Regions from separate parts of the Drosophila melanogaster genome. Here region 2 is linked to region 1. A link is a contact called in public Hi-C data. All regions are on one chromosome and are shown on one strand. The core of a region is the stretch at or near the end of the contact, and the rest is flanking DNA. Distances in the headings are between cores, read along the strand shown.

What was found. A called contact is a pair of places that touch in the nucleus more often than the background predicts.
Region 2: a contact with region 1 is called in a Hi-C map of the Kc167 cell line, with 2.3 times the contacts expected there. A contact is called at or near these places in 5 of 107 Hi-C or Micro-C datasets (the Kc167 cell line, the S2 cell line, eye imaginal disc and 1 more).

The regions. Positions count from the first base shown.
Region 1 is chr3R:30,276,196-30,280,175 of dm6, forward strand. It overlaps heca (headcase), which reads left to right and starts at 1,737. Exons shown (of 6, transcript NM_001276174.1): 1 at 1,737-3,980. The coding sequence starts at 2,749.
Region 2 is chr3R:31,711,744-31,715,723 of dm6, forward strand. ttk (tramtrack) reads left to right here and starts at 2,124. Exons shown (of 5, transcript NM_170566.3): 1 at 2,124-2,526.

The sequences.
Region 1 (3,980 bases), core at 487-2,986:
TCTCTCCCTCCTGCTCGCTCTTCTTCTACCCGGCAGGTCAAAATCGAGAGAAAAAAATGGAAACTGCGCAGTTTGACTCGAAAATAAGTGGAATTGGACCTTGACTTTGCACCGCAGTTACCAAAAGAATAGAACCCCGGATCCTGAGATCCTGAGTCCTATAAGAAAACCCCATCTGGTTGCGAGATCCCTTCCCTTTACCACTTTTCGTTCTACACGTGCCTGTTTTTTGCCATTTCTACCGCTTCTTCTTATTCGTTTTCGCATACTTTTTTTTTTTGCAACACAGCGGGAATTTTTATATGTGTGTATGTACATATATACACAAAGGCGAGGATACAATAAAAAGGCTCTACGTTTGAAAGCTTATTTGGGTTTTGGTGGCAACTTTAATACCCTACAGTCAAAACACAAATAAGTAGTCATAATACAAAAGTTACCTGCGATATTCGTAATCTTAGGACTAATATCAACAATTTAACTATTACAATTATTCATACATATGTACATACTTGTTTCAATTGAAAGCAGTAATAGGTCTGCGTATTCAAGTTTTAATTGGTTGTTTTAATTCAAGGTAGGGTATCTTCAACTCTTTTTCGTTCAATGTTTTAATTCTCTTCCTTTTTGTCTCTGCCACTTTTATTGCCAGCACTCGCATGCATTCATTGTATTTGTATTTTTGTGCAAATGTGCTTGCGAATATATAGGGGATTATATAGATACGTTTGTATGTAAATATATAACAGCAATCGAAGCGTGCGACAGAGAACGGCAGTTCCGACAGAGGGAGATGGAGACATCGAACGGCATTTCCACTTCCACTGGAATTAAAAGATTAGCCACGGAAAGCAAAAGTGCGCTGCAAGTTCGAGTTCCAGCGACTCGGCAACCCTGTTTTCATGTTGTTTACTTTGCCGGTTTCTGGCACAAACACATATGCACGCTCCATGCATGTGGAACAGAGCCAACGCGCTCGACGTTCGCATGGCAACTGCAGTCGAACATGTTGGAGGGGAAACGACCGGCTTCGAACTTGATTCGAACCAGCTTCGAGCCGCAACGAAAGTGAATTTTGGCGAATCATCGAGAGCTCCTAATTGTAAATGAAATGGATGTAAAATCTAAAAATTCTAATAAATAATTAAATTTAGATTATTTAATAATAATCGAATTCATTTAATTTTGGAACCAAAACATAGGGAGAAATATATATTCCTTTTTGGCTATAAAGTTAGAAACATGTTATTATTATTCTTATTAGTTTAAAGAAAATACGGCTTGATAGAAACATTTTCTATGGAAATGAAGCTTATTAACAAAAGTCTAAACTCCTACATATATTTTTAAGACATTTAATCTAATCAAGTATGTAACTGCTATCAAAAGTTCCGTTGTAAAGTGGGAAAATGTACCAAATTCTGGCCTACAGTGGAAAATTCTAGTGAATTAGACACTTTTTTTGTAGCCCCTTCCGCAATTTTCCCCCACCATTTCTCATTTTAGCGCCAAAAATCTGTTCAGTTTTCCACCGAATGAAAAGCGAGCGGTTGGCGGCGGTGGTGGAAAGTGAAAACCAGCCAACCACCACCCACCAACCCCGAAAAACGGAATGAAGAAGTGCGGAAAATCGGAGTGGAGGAAAACTCCAACTTCGCTGCCAATGCCAAGCAGCGACGCCGGCAGCGATGTTCGACGCGCGATGTTCGAACGCGGCGAGCAAGCACAGACCAAAAACAGTTTGAATTTCGCTTTCGATCTGGTTGGTTGTGTTTTTTGGCTTCTCTCTGCGTGCGCCGCTCGTGGTGGGAAAAAACGGAAAACAGGAGAACTAGCAAAACCGAATAAATCGAAGAGGAACACTCCAGTTTACAATTGTCCTGCGACTAAAAACCAATCGGAAATTTACACTATCCTCTAATCCTTTTTGTTTGCCGGCAAAAAAATAAGAGGCGCAAAGAAATAAACGCAGAAAGCGAAGCAAAATGTGAAAAATTGCCGAACATGGCGCCGCGTGTGTGAATGAGAGCGAACGATCGTGTGAGAGGGAGATAGGGACGAAGCGAAGATAAACAATAAAAAAAAAACAATTTTTGATACTTAAAGTTCTACAACAACAATAAACTCAGCTCAGGTACAACAACAAAACAGAAAATTACGCAAAACACAACAGACTGCATTGACGGGAATTTTTCGAAGTATTTTTGATACACACAGCAAGGAGGTGTACAATTTTTAAAGCAATAAGTGAAAGCAATTACCCATCAAGTTAAAAATAATACCAATCTCGGTAGAAACCCACTCGGAAAATCCAACTGAAAACAATTGAAAAAGGCAACCGAAAAGTTAAAACCTAAACAGACTAAATCGCTAAAATAACAAGCATTTACTATACACAAAAAAATTAAATTCCGTATAAAATCAGACTTTTGTCTGCAAAATTTCTAAAAATTTACAAAAACCCACTAAAATTCACGAAAACTCACTGGATCTGCCAAAACCATCAGTTGAAATATATTCTGGAATCGGTTCAAAAATAAATAAATATATGCCAGCAGCATTTATATAGACCGCAAATCGCACCATAAAATCGCGAAAAAATCAACAAGCAATATTTTGAAATTCATAATCGTTGGCAAAATGCTGATTCGAAATAGAGATTGAGGATTCTCGAGGACAGCCAACCCAGCCAACCAACCAAGTTTTTCGCCGCAACGAGTGCATATTAAGAGGAAAAAACACAAATTTATGGCTCCGCGTCGCAACAGCAACATCAGCAGCAGCGGCAACAGCACCCAGCAGCAGCACCAGCAACAGTTGCAGCAGCAGCACCAGACGCAGCAGCATCAACTGCTGCAGTTCTACGCGGAGAACGTGAATTCTTCAGGCGTCCTAATGGCGCCCATGCAGGGAACCGGTGGCGTTGGCGGCGTTGGCGGCGGGGGCATGGTCCACTGCTGCCTGCCCAGCGGAGACTGTCGCAAACTGGACACCCTGATACACCTGAACGAGCTCTCCCTGGCGGACTGCATCCGTGTGCTGTGCAACAACGAGAACTGCAGCGCAGGCCAGTACATGCATCGCGAGTGCTTCGAGTGGTGGGAGGCGAGCGTGCTGCAGGCACTGAAGGCCAACGGTCGTGCTCGATCCTGGTCGGAGCGGCAGCGTCTGCAGCACCTGTGGACCAAGAAGGGCTACGAGCTGGTCCAGAAGGCCTGCAGCTGCAAGTGCGGCAGGGGACAATTGCGCAAGGACCTCGACTGGGTGCCGCCGAGCAGCCAGGGCGTCATATACCTCAACGGGTCTGGCAACCGGCCCACTCTGGCCAATGGCAGCCTCAGCGAGGACGACGACAAGAAGAAGGCCAAGAAGAAGAGGAACCGCAACAACAACAACAACAACGGCGGCGGCGGTGGTGGTGGTGCTGGTGTCAATGGCAACACCAAAACCCCCTTGAGCAACAACAACGGCAACAGCTACGCCGGACTCACGCCCAATCCCAATGTGGGCGTCATAGGGTCGGGTTTGCCCCACAACAACGGCAACACCGCCAGCAATGGCAGCAGTGGCAACAACGGCTCCTCCGGCGTTCTGCAGACCAGTGCGCTGGCCACTTTCAGCAACATCCTCAATACGAACAATGTCCTCGGCCTGGACCTGCGCGCCAGGGCTGGCAGCCTATCCTCCAGTGGAGCTGGCAGTGGATCCACCTCGCCCTCGGACTCCCAGTCCAGTGGCGAGATATCCGTGTCGCCGGTGCAGCAATTGCTGCCACAGCAGCAGCAGCAACAGCAGCAGTCGCTGCTGATCCAGCCTCTGGGTCCAGCTTTCGGCAGCAACCTTTTGCAAAATGGATTGGGCTTGTCCAAGAATCTGCTGATTGCTCCCCAGCAGCAGCAGCAGCAGCAGCTGCAACAACAACAGCAGCAGCAGAATAACCTGCCTGCTTTGGCCAATATCAGCAACTTCAAGCCATTGGC
Region 2 (3,980 bases), core at 874-3,373, 1.4 Mb after region 1:
AGTTTTTAATTAAAAGCAAATTTCATCTCAAATAATGCCGCTAAGCCAGCAACAACAATTAAGCAATTAATTTATTTCAGCTGTGTGGCACTTTGAATAGCGGGAAAAAATCCAAGCCGAGTAGTAAATGGCCCGGCAGGCGGCCAGATCGGATCAAACCTGTTGAATCGCGGTCCCAGAACAGAACAGTTCTGGGCAGTTCCCCTTCGAGAGAGAGTGCTTAGCCAAGCGGGTATACCAGATACTCGTCCCGTCCACTGACCGTATTTCACGAGGCAATGCAAATTGTCTGGCTACAGAGCGGGGTTAAAAGGGGTGGGCCCTAGGCAACCGAGGGATGCATTTGGATCGCCCTGCTGAATCACTTCAGCGGTGATTCATGCCGAGAATAAACGTAATTGTCTGTGGGCTCCATCGAAATTAGTTTCCAAGCTAATGTAAGCTTGCGAAACAATAAAATGGTGTGCAAGGAAAGATCAATGGAGGGTATGGCGGGTTATGCAAGCCAATTTTTCACCAGTCGTATAACTTGCTCAAAGCTATCCCCATACTACACGCTTTCATAACAGAGGGTCCACATATGTAGATATGTTTAAAACCAAACCTAACTAACCGATTGTACTTAAAGAAAGCGATTAAGGCTTCCATTATCAGCGTATAAAGAGAGAGATAACGGCCTTCCTAGACATGTCTTATCTGTCGCCCAAGTCTGGTCCCTCAATCCTTTTCCACTATCAGCGGTGCCAAAGTCAAAGAACTCCCATATCTATGCCAGATATATAATCTTAGATGCGGGGAACTGTTGCCGTTTCCCAAGAACACGCATTGATTGACGGTCTTTCCCATGCATGCCTAATGATCCTTCAAATGGGCCCTAATAACGACCAGCCCCCCTTGGGATCGGATCAGGTAACGCCCCGTCCCGGGGGTTACCCAAAAAGCGACACGCTCCCAAGACCCATCAGGCAGTTGACCAGTGGGTTACGTGTGCCATCGTGCACAGCAAAACTAGTGTATAAAGTTTATATTATCTAAGGTAGCGATATTTTCTAAAACGTAAAGAAACAATTACGTTGCAAACAATTCTCTCAGTGCAGGGCAACCCCAGCAACAATTATTCAACTTAAAGTCGGTGCAGCGGGGAAAACATGGAATCATTTCGGTTTCAGTTAGAAGTGTGCGCGAGCGTTCTCGAAAGGGGCGCTGGGGGGCGGGGCAGTCGGTGGGAGGTTGAGCGAATAAGAGAGTCGAGCATACGAGGCACGCTTTTCCGATCAAACCAGTTTGTCGTAATAGCTGGCATTTGGAATTAGTTACTGCCGATATATTGCTGCACTTGGAATGCGCCCAGATAGAAATTCCCGCACCACGCCCCTCGGCGACGATCCTCCCCTTTGAATAGAGAGTTGACTATTTTTAGCGGGCACCAGAACTTCATTAAAATACAATCAATTTGCAAGTGCAGCGCGGAGAAAATAACAAACAAGCACCAGCCACCCACTCTCTCTTTCTCCTCTCTCTCCCCCCCCCCCTCTCTCACACTCTTCCATACTCCGGTGTTCCCAAAGAGAGCGGAGAGATGGCATTTATGCTGAGCAGGCACAAGCAGAGAGGTGAAGATGGGACTGAAGAAGAAGCAGCCGCTGTGTCGGCAGAATGAAAACGAGGACGACCAAACTGCATTGTTGTCATATTTCGTAATACGCTGATGCAGCAGAGAAGCGAAGGGGTGGTGGGCGCAGAGGTGGAGCAGCAGGTCACGGCGGTGAGAGAGAGCGAGAGCGCAGGAGACTTGTTTTCAACACCAGCTTATCAGCGGGAGAGCGCGAGAAGAAAGAGCATAAGGGCAGAGCGCCAACGCAGCGGCGAAATGGAAATGTCAAGTTGGGACTGCGCTCTCCCTCGCTCTCGCTGCCAGCAGCGGCTGCGCTGTTCTCTTAACCATTTGGAGCCCCATTCAAATGTTCGATTCTTGCCATTCCATTTCGTCCGCTCATCCGTCCACATCCACTTGCGTTTTTGGTGCCCTGCGAGCGGGAGAGCAATGTGAAACGGGAGCACTACAAATACCGCCCACTACCACTACCAATTCCCATACTCCCATATTCCATGCTATTCCCAGCTCAGTTCGTGCCGTGTGATCAAAGCTTTCGGTAAGGCTTCGGCTCGGCTTTGTGTATCCACCTTAGCGGCTCTCTGTGGTGCTCGTTCTGCCTCTCTCTCTCTCTCGGTTTTGGGGCTCAGCTCAGGGACAACAAATGCGGTAAAATGGCTTCTGCGTCGACGTCGACATCCCTGCCGTTTCAGTTCTGATTGGAGGTTCGTGCGCGGCGTTTCCTCAGCTGATTTCTTTGCCTTTTGCCTTTTCGCAACCCGCTTTCGGCTCCGTGTTCGCCTCGGTTGCCAATTACGTGTAACCAACAACAAGAGAAGAAACAGAAACAACAACAAGTACTTTCGAGTGTTGCAAGCCTTCTTCCGCCGAAGAAACCGCAAAACGGATTACCAAGAATATTTGTAAAATTGGTAAGTGGTGAGATTATCCACGAAATAGTCTTCGAAAAAGGTCAAATCATCAAGTGTTCAAATTTAAACGACAAGTTTAAGTATTCTTATTACCTTCTTAAGACTTATCTTGAATCTCAGATGAGGATTTTATTGATTAAGATTCAAAAGTTCTTTAACTGGCTTTTGTTTCTGGAGTCCGTAGTGATTTTTTTAAAGATTTGAATGTTCACTGAATTATATTTTTGGATTAGAATCTAATCACTTTAAACAGGACATCGCAGGAGTCGAAAACAATTGATGACAAAATCAGCAGTTAATAGCTTTTGGATTACAGAATTATAGCAATAAAAGCCTGACAAATTGGCCAAGGGTCGTTTTGGAAATCTAGCAGTCTTAAAAGCCTAGCAGATACATTTTCTTCTAACAATTTCCCGCTCACACGCTCAGTACATGCACCAACACACGCCTATTGGAAAGACGCTTTTGTATCCAACTTATACAGATAGTGGTACAGCCACAGATACAAATGCACACATGCCGTATACGGCACATGGGGAGTAATGCCGCCACACTAGATACCAGATACTAGATACATAGATTCGTCCGCCGCTTATTTGTCGGTCGTGCTTCAGTGATCTCTGTCATTTGCAGTTGCCCATTTCCTTTTTTATCCCCCACTTCCACATCCAGTCGTCATTCGCCCGGCGCACCCCTTTTGATCACTCTTCCAGTTCCAGTGCCTTCTGGTGGCTTCCAGTGGCTGCAACACTTGCGGTGTTTTTCTGAATGAACCAATGGAGTGAATGTGTGAATGAGTAATCCATGTACGCAACATGTTTGCACTGCACAAATTATTTGGACTCAATGTATTGATTGTGTAACTCGGCTTTACGTTTATTTAATCGCAATAACTAAAGTGAGCTACAACTCTATACGTTGGTTACTATTCTTGGGAGGAAGGAAACCTGACAACCCTGGCCAAGGGGCAACTCTACACTTGCACCTGTGCTCCACGCTAAGCCACAAATTCAATTATGCAAATCAAGATCACAGCCCAAAAAACACAATCTTCGTCTCCGATCTGCATTTGTCTTTGTATGTTATGTTTATTTGTTACTTCTGTCGTTGTTTTTAATTCGCTAACCCACTTCACACAGTGGCAGCAACAACAAAAATCGTGAATTATACTTTGTATTGGGGCGAAAAGGAAACGAATGCCCAGTCTCAGATCACACATAAATTTTGCGGTTGTTTTGTTAATGAAACGACAAGAGCAGCACTATGCGCTCTTTACTATATATTTCCCGCTCTCCGCGAAAGCTTTTCTGTTTGTTTGCCCCACACACACAAAGACACTTGTGAACACCTTGCGCTCACTTAACATTATGCTCGAATTATAACTGTTGTTTAGCCGGCGATCGAAACGGTTAAAGCAGCAATGAAAGAGGGAAAAGAGAAAGAGGATGACATGA